Linked DNA regions of Pan troglodytes: region 2 is linked to region 1. Evidence: chromatin contacts called from public HiChIP or PLAC-seq data. All regions are on one chromosome and are shown on one strand. The core of a region is the stretch at or near the end of the contact, and the rest is flanking DNA. Distances in the headings are between cores, read along the strand shown.

The links. HiChIP or PLAC-seq counts read pairs in DNA pulled down with a chosen protein or histone mark.
Region 2: an H3K4me3 HiChIP or PLAC-seq map of stem cell-derived excitatory neurons shows a contact between it and region 1, with 2.2 times the contacts expected there. The contact joins the promoter of LOC745092 here to the promoter of SPRYD7 in region 1. A contact is called at or near these places in 1 of 7 Hi-C or Micro-C datasets (stem cell-derived neural progenitor cells) and 1 of 1 datasets of contacts at active chromatin or transcription factors (stem cell-derived excitatory neurons).

Annotation. Positions count from the first base shown.
Region 1 is chr14:55,528,226-55,532,540 of NHGRI_mPanTro3-v2.0_pri, forward strand. It overlaps SPRYD7 (SPRY domain containing 7), which reads right to left and starts at 1,750. Exons shown (of 5, transcript XM_522757.6): 1 at 1,359-1,750. The coding sequence starts at 1,464.
Region 2 is chr14:55,673,044-55,677,358 of NHGRI_mPanTro3-v2.0_pri, forward strand. It overlaps LOC745092, which reads right to left and starts at 2,583. Exons shown (of 11, transcript XM_063792558.1): 1 at 2,357-2,583. It overlaps LOC134808198 (a long non-coding RNA gene), which reads left to right and starts at 2,961. Exons shown (of 3, transcript XR_010150736.1): 1 at 2,961-3,095; 2 at 3,679-3,731.

The sequences.
Region 1 (4,315 bases), core at 500-2,999:
TAATTCAAGAGTCTAACAGTAAAGATAGGAAGAAGTGCTGCAGTTGATCATGAGTTCCAGGAACTATGTATGGTTGTCCTTCACTATATTCTCAGCACTTATAACAATGCCTGCCACCTGATAATTGCTTAATAAATATCACTTCAGTAAATGAGTAACTGAAATGGAAATATTTTCTGAGGAAAACTATAGGATTTGAACTCCATCGTCTATAAATAATGATGGATAAAAAATAATTTAAAGATCACTTATGTATTAAGGTTCTGTACTACATTTGGGAGATCTGAGAATTAAAAGTAAATACACACATACAAGGTGATTATATAGTTATCACATTTAGTATGTGTTATACAAAAATATAGTGGGCAGAGTGTTTCCAGAATTATAAGGAAACTGGGCGAGAGAGTTTTATCATAAATATTAAGAAGTGCCTTTTTATTTCAATGCACTGTCCTTTAAACAATCAGAAATGTGTAAAAAATCAAAAGTGCAGAAGTACAGTTAGAATAAAATAATCCACAAAAAGACAGTACTCTAACTGAAATAATTATATTGGGAAATCTCTCCTTCTAGAACCACATTCCAGAAGCATGAAACTACCTGGGAAAAGTCTAAGAAATAATAAGGTGGTGAAAGAGGCTATGATGGGAGAGGAAGAATGTTAGATAAATTATATGGATTTGGAATTAAAAGGATAAAGCAAGATGCAAAGGAGCAAAGTGCTATTTTATTTTTCAACAGTTAGACCTGTTGGGAAGAGGCCAGTCAGATGAAATTACAGTACCTCTCACAATGACTAAGGAGTCGGGCAATGGGAGGTTTTAGTTGAAATGGCAAGTTCTGACCTGAGGTGCGACTTCAGACTTCTGCAGTCTGCCTTGTTTCGACTTTAGGAGGTGAGAGGAAAATTACTTCCAATAATATAGGATTCAACCTATAAATGATGGGGCTCAAGAGACAGGACCGACAGTCAGGGCAGGAGGAGGAGCAAGACCAGACCTAGAAGCATTCTGAAAATGTGTAGGTTTTCACTGGGGCGCGCCAGAAGGGCACTCTCCGCCCCCTCGCCCGAGGACGTGTGACATCTCCGGAGGAAGCCTCCGAGATTCCTGTGAAAATGGGAGGTCCACACGCCCACTCGCGATGACAGACACAGAGAGGGCTGCGCAGCCTTGAACACAGAACCGGGCCCAGGTGGAGTCCGCCGGCTTCTGGAGAGATCTGCGAGACGAAATGGTGTCGGCGCAGCGTCGCCGGCGCGGCGGGGCAGCGTGGGGACCCTCTGACCCTGCAGGTCCCCCTGCCCGCCGCGCCCGGCCCCCGTGAGCCGTTGGGTCTGGGGAAGGGAGGGCCCTTACCCATGTGCTGCGTGTCCAGCTGCACGGCCGGCATCTCCTTCAGAGGGATGTGGCCAGTCCCGCCGTCTCTGCAGCACCGCAGGCAGCACAACACCGAGGTGGCCATCGCGCAGGGACCACCGACTCCGCCGCCGTCCCTAGACCGAGGCGACACTGCCCCCCGCCGCTCAGCTCCGTCTCCTGCCCCCGCCCGAGGTCCGGACTTGTCTATGTGGAGCTCGGAGGCCGGTACAGCGACACCCTAGGCCGGGAGGGCGCAATGCAGGCTGAGGTTAGGCTGGCCTGCGAGGAAGACGCGGAGAATCAAGGGGCCGGGGAGACACCGGACAGGGCGAGCGGCGGGGCTGGGCCGGGGAGACGGGTGGGGCTAGTGGCGCGCGGAGGCGTGGCAGGGGGCGTGGCGTTGCGGGCCTGCGGATGTGGGACGGCGTGCGCCTGCGCACCAGCTGGTTTTTTCCTCCTTGGGCGGTTTCGCGCACGCCCCCAGCGCTGACAGGTGAGTGGGGCTGTCTGTCCCTCAGTACTTCCAGGGGTTTTCCTACGCAGAATTTTTAAAACGCAGCACCCCTTAGTCCCGGCCTTGACATTATTTCTAGGGATGGATTGACAGAAGCGAATCAGTTTGGGGGAAGGGGAGCTAATGGAAATGACTTCCGAGTTTTCCCTCCGCGGGCCCAGGTTGAGCAGGCTTTGCCACTACGGAGAGCCCCAGTCTCCCTGCCGTGGCTGGTTTCCCTCACATGCTAAATAGACTCACGTGGGCCCCAGGAGTAATGCCTGTTAGTGACTGCACTGTGGATGTTCACCGGGGCTCACGCGGGCCCTAATGCATTTTCGGTGTAGAGACGCGCCCTACCTGGCCCATCGGGCTGCGTGGTCCGGGGCGCGTGGGAGGCCGCCCTGGGAGCAGAACGCTGGGGCGGGGTCGGGGGCTATTCTTGACCTGCCTCTTCCAAGCTCCCCCTGTCTGGTGCACTGAGGGTTCCGAGGAATGTGACGGGAACCCAGGAGGCTGCGGGAAGTCTGCTGGGTCCCGAGGGAAGCCTTCGGCTCCTACCGTCCGCTACTTTCTGCTTCCACACGGGAGGCTGTCACCTGTCATCTCCTTCCCCACTTAGATCATCCTTCCGTGGTAGATTTTACATCTTCAGGCCGGGTGCGGTGGCTCACGCCTGTAATCCCAGCACTTTGGGAGGCTGAGGTGGGCGGATCACCTGAGGTCAGGAGTTCAAGACCAGGATGGCCAACATGGTGAAACCCCGTCTCTACTAAAAATACAAAAATTAGCCGGGTGCGGTGGTGCACGCCTGTAATCCCAGCCACTCAGGAGGTTGTGGCACGAGAATCGCTTAAACCCGGGAGGCGGAGGTTACAGTGAGCCTAGATCGTGCCACTGCGCTCCAGCCTGGGCAACAGAGACTCTTGTCTCCAAAAAAAAAAAAAAAAAAAAAAAAAAAAGATACCGCTTGGCATCTGGAAATGTCTGGGACGACCTCTAGAATTAACCTAGCTCAAACCTCTGTTCCCAGATCAGTTTCATCCTGAAAGCTTCCCTAGGGATGGATCATCAAGTCCTGGGAAACTGGACATAAAATGCCCACTACTTAAATAATGATTTCCCATACGTAAGTTTTAGTGACCCGAGTTATAAATGTTTTTTAAGGAGGATTTCTATCTATGCAATGAGGGGAATTTTTCAGGTTCCTGGTTCTCTTTCTATAAATGGTGTTTTCATTACAATACTAAGGGAAAGTTTTGTACGTTGAAATTAAGTTACCATAGAATTTAATAACCAAGGTGATTATTAAACTGATTGAGGGTTGGTCTTTTCCCCCATTGCGTATGCAGTACTTTCTTGGTAATCATTTCACACAATAAATTTTCTTTTACGACAAACCTTCATCGTTATGCTGGGAATTAAGTGCTTTGATTTTTTTTTTTTTTTTTTTTTTTTTTTTACCCCAGGGAAGTGCTGGGGGCGGGGCAGGGGGTGAGAATTTTAACAGAATATTGGAGAGACAAAATTTTTCTACCGTTCATATATATATATCTAGTTGAATTATTTCAAGATTTCAAGGTCAGTATTGTCCCCATTTTATAGGTGAAGAAATAGGCCTAGAGGTACTAAACTTTACAACTTCAGGTGAGCAGGAGATAAACAGGTAGGATTCAAGGCTTACCAGTCTGATTCCTGTTAGAAGAAAAACTTCAGCTGAACTAAATTTAAAGGAGTTAAACTGAGCAGTGAATGACTGGGCAGCCCCCAGAATCACAGCAGATTCAGAGAGACTCCAGGGATGCCTCGTGGTCAGAACAAATTTTTAGACAAAAAGAGGGAAGTGACGTACAGAAATCAGCAGTGAGATACAGAAACAGCTGCATTGGTTACAGGGGGGCGTTTGCCTTATTTGAACACAGTTTGAACAATCAGCAGTGTATGACTGGTTGAAGTATGGCTGCTGGGATTGGCCAAGACTCAGCTATTGTTACAGGTGCGTACTCCTAAATTAGGTTTTCAAGCTTGTCTGCCTATTAACCTAGGTTACAGTTCGTACACAAGGACTCAAATACAGAAGTACAGAGTCCTTCTCAGGCCATATTTAGTTTGCTTTAACACTGCCTCTCAAATTCTTTCTCTTATAATTAATGCTATAATCCTCTTAAACATGCTCTCAGTTCAAAATGCAGATTTGCCCTTTTTTGTGTGTTTCATTTATCTCCACATTGGATATAAGCTGCCATAACGCATGTATAGACAATAAAATATAATAGAATTAGTTGTTATAAAGTAAAAATTTTGTTCAGAAATATTATTAAAAGAAGTACATGTATTATATATGTAATAAACATTTAGGCCATTCAAGTCAGTCACATCTTCAATGAAAAGCCAGACACTAAATGGCCGTGAATTGGACATTACTATAGAGAGGCAGAAGGGCCATAGTCTTTCCTGGCTG
Region 2 (4,315 bases), core at 1,333-3,832, 150 kb after region 1:
AAGCTCGGTAATAAATGGAAATATATTGAGGCTGTCTCAGGCAACATCGAACAAAAATCAACTGAAAATCAACCAGATAAAAAACAGCACACCCACACTGTTGTATACAATATATTTCTTCATAATGAATTTATCAAAGGAACTAAATAATATATACGCACCTGTGCTTACCTGTTGTCTAAATTAAGAAACATAAATGTTTTGTAAATTAAAGTTTTAGTTCACTGCAGTTACTGAATTAGCAAAATGTATATTTTCACTAGATGCGAAAAGTTTTTTAAATAAGATGTTCAATTTTTATGGAAAATGTTAAAAAGATCATTCGTGAACCTTAAGAAAATTAAAGTTTCTTTGCATCAAAATAAAAGAAACAACTGTCCGGTAATCTGCATCCAACAAATATATGTAGTTTAAGGTGAAAAATTCCTATCAAAGGAAAAAAACTAAATTTTTCACTCAGTTTTTAACCAATAAAGAACAGTGACAAATATATAAAAGTCTTGTAATTTCAACCAGCAGAAACATAATTTTGCGAAAACAGCCTCTTCAGTTTTACTTTTAATATACATTTGAGAACCACACGAAAATCCTTTCTGAGAGGAAAAAAAACTATTAAAAACCAACTTTTTTTCTAAACTCTCGTCCTAACGTTTCGTAGCTATTTCCGTGGTTCTCTGGCTAAAAGTATAATTTTTCGTAAAGTCGAGAATTATAGTTTAGCGTTCAACATTCAAACCCCCCAGGCCCGCTTCCTTCCAGCCAATCAGGGGGTAACAAGTCCAGAGTTTAGGGAGCTCCGTTAGACACAATTTGAAAAACATCACATTGCACTCTTCTATTCTCCTCCGGGAAACATTCTAAGCGAGGGCGGGTCCCCTAGTCTTCATAGAATATAAGAAATAAATCAATCGTTATATCAATTCCACGGGGAAAAACTCTGTAGGCAGGCAGTCCTAAAGAAGCGTGTCACTGCGGTTCCCAGGAAGCGTTATTCCTCTTTGCGAACAATTGAACAGAATAGCTGCTGCAAAAATCATCTCCGGAATATTTGCAACCCAGAGCCGTGCGCCCCACACGCAATACACCGGCAAAGGGTTAATCTAGTGGTGCCTCCAGCGCGGAAAAGAACTCAAGATCTAATACATCCTTAACGCGGGATTTTTACAAAGGCCATAAAAGTATTACCTAAAGTTAATGCCGTCACTGGCTCACATCACTCAAGAGCTGTGGAGTAAGAATTGATAGAAACCACCAGCTAAGGGGGGAAAAAAATCACCGAAGGGAAAGACAAATAACAACTCTCGTCCCTCCTCCTCAGCGTCAAGAAAAGGTGGGGATCGCAAAATTACCGTTAAGTTGTCCGGGTAAAGACTTTTGGGGGAGGAAAACATTAACAGTTTCACAGATTGCTTTTTTCCTTGCGACATGTTTCAAACACCGGGGAAGAAAAAAGTCTTCTAAGAAAGTGCGACTCGGAGGAAATAGCCACGAGAAGGAAATCGTTAGCTCGAAGCCCCATCTTTCATCTCACCCGTGAACACTCCTCCCCTTTGAGAAAGGACAACGCTGCGAGAGCAAATGACAAAAATCCCCAGAAAGAAGCTAAAGTCCAGCATCTTTCCTAAGAGCCCGCTACAACCTCAAAAGCCTGCCCCTGCCCCTGCCCCATCTTGGAAGCGCGAGCCGCGGCCAGTCCTACCTACCTAGAGACCTCACGGGGACCCAGCGCGCCGGGGGAGGGCAGCCAGGGCTTGGGAAACTCTCATTCCTGGGGCACCTCACGCTTCAGCGTCAAAAGACAATATAGATAGATGGGTGCCGGGCGGTGGCGGGGGGGACTGTTGCCACGACCCACCGGAGGGACCCATGACTCCGGGTCCTGAATTTTCTGTCGACCTTAAGTTTCTTGTCACGAGATGACGGCCATCACCGGGTCGAGAAAACGGCGAGAAAAGGCGGCCCGGTTCGGAAATGGGGGAGGGGCGCGCGTCCAGTCCTCCTGTCAAGGAGCGGCCGCCTGCAGAGACCCCGCAGTGCGCCGTCCCCGGCTCCGGTCCCGGGCGGGGGGTCTTGCTGACAGATCCGCTGGGCGGCGGCTGCTCCGCCGCAGCCGGTCCGCGTCCCGCTCAAACTGCAGCTCCCCTCCCCCCACAGCCCCGTCTCTCCGCGCTCCCGCCACATTCCGCCCGCCGCCGCCCACTCGCAGACGCCCAAGTTGCCCCTAACCCTACTTCCTCGGATGTTTCGCGATTAAGTGAGAGTAGACCCCGCGCCCACTCCCTGCACCCCCCACTGCCTGCGGGTCCCACCACTGCCACCTCCCGAGTCCCGCTCTGCTACTTCTTCAGGCTCTTACCGACTGCGCCAGCCTTGGCGAAGCTCCGCCGACTGCCCTTTGCTCCAAGTAATTTTTGGCGATTTTTAAAGTAATTTTTCCGGCGGAGTCATAGTGGCGCTATACTCTCGGACAGGTTATCCTGTCTCTCCCGCTAGATTGATGAGATCAGGCATCACTCGAAAATGGCGCCGAAAGCGCTGAGGCTCCTCATTCAAATTCGTTAGAGCCAACCCCGCCGCCCCGGGGAATGCCGGGAACGCGGGCTGCCTCCACAGCTGTCAATACCGCCTCTTAACCCCCCTTCTCTTGCTTTCCCGACATTTTTACGCATGCGCAAACTCCAACCCTTCCCCCCCCCTCCTCCCGCCAGGCACATGCGCAGAATCATCGTGGTGCACGGCTCTCCCTTTGCTTCTTCGGTTGCAGTCCTCTTGCTTCTTGCGCGTGCGTGTAGCGCTTTTGCAAAGCCGCGGAGGTGAAGTGAACTTAGAGGCTGTGGGGCCGAGGGGTCCTCTTATAGCTACCAGCCCACAGGCATTTAGTCTACGTTGGAGGTAAACAAATACGGGTCCAGCTTAGGAGAAAAGAAAAACGTCTTACAGCCAGTGTCTAAACTCCAAACAACGGAATGTATCAATGAGACCTTGTATATGGATACACGTGCATTTAAAACCGCCCTGCCGGCTTGTAGAGCTCTTGCCGTTCTCCAGCGCTTTACAGGGGTTATCGCACTTCAGCCTCGGAACAACTTTACCAGGTAGGAACTATTACTGTTCTCGTTTTGAAGACCAGGAAACCTAGGCTCAGAGACGTTAAGTAATTTGCCCAAGACAGCACAGGTGGCACAGAAGTGGATGAATCCACATCTGTCAGATTCAGCAGCCCTGGAGTTCTCTACCACGCTGTACGATTCAACCTGAGCCCACACAGGAGGCGTGGTCTCCTTCTTCAACGGTGTGTGTGTGTGTGCGCGCGCGCCTGCCTAGAGTTAATGATTAAGTTTGCTGAAGCCCTTCTTCCCGGTCCTAAGCTGCCTGTTGCGAAGACGCTTTCATTGAATTCAGTTTCTCTTACCGTCTTAACTTGTTCATAAACTTTTTGAGATAGGAATGGGCAGTTTTTCTGTGTCGCTTAGGATGATTTTCTTTTTAATGGCGTGATAAGTGAACTGAATCCAGCAAAGACGAGTTTCTGTTGTGCAACACGTTGGTAAACTGACAGCTACCACGTATTGACTGTGTACTGTGTGCTGGGCACTGTGCTAAATAAATGATTTACGAATTAATCGTGTTTATTGCTCACAACAGCCTTATGAAGTAGGTATTATCTTCACTTTACAGATGAGGACACCTGAGGCTCAGATTAAGAAATCTGCCCCAAAGTCTTAGAACTGGTAAGTAGAAGCACCATATCTAGGCAAACCTGTCTACCTTCAAAAAAAATGGGCACTCTGATAGGACAATTAACGATAATAAAGTTGTAATTTTTTTTTTTTTGAGACGGAGTCTCGCTCTGTCGCCAGGCGCGATCTAGGCTCACTGCAGCCTCCACCTCCCGGGTTCAAGCAATTCTCCTGCCTCAGACTCCCGAGTAGCTGGGACTACAGGCAAGCGCCACCACGCCCAGCTAATTTTTGTACTTTTAATAGAGACGGGGTTTCACCATGTTGGCCAGAAGGGTCTCGATCTCTTGACCTCGCGATCCGCCCGCCTCGGCCTCCCAAAATGTTGGGATTACAGGCGTGAGCCACCGCGCGGAGCCCTATAAAGTTGTAAATATTTTAAAACCTTCATTGTGAATGTTAAATAAGAGAGTAGATATGAAAGTGCCTGAAGTACTAATAAGGAAGTGGGAGAAGGGTAGCATGGTTTGCATTATTTAAGTGTCTTGGAAAAGAAATGGATTTTAGCAATTTGAGATCAGCAAGAAGTAACGTGGCAGAGTAGTATAAATACACTACTTAATCTCTGGTACTTT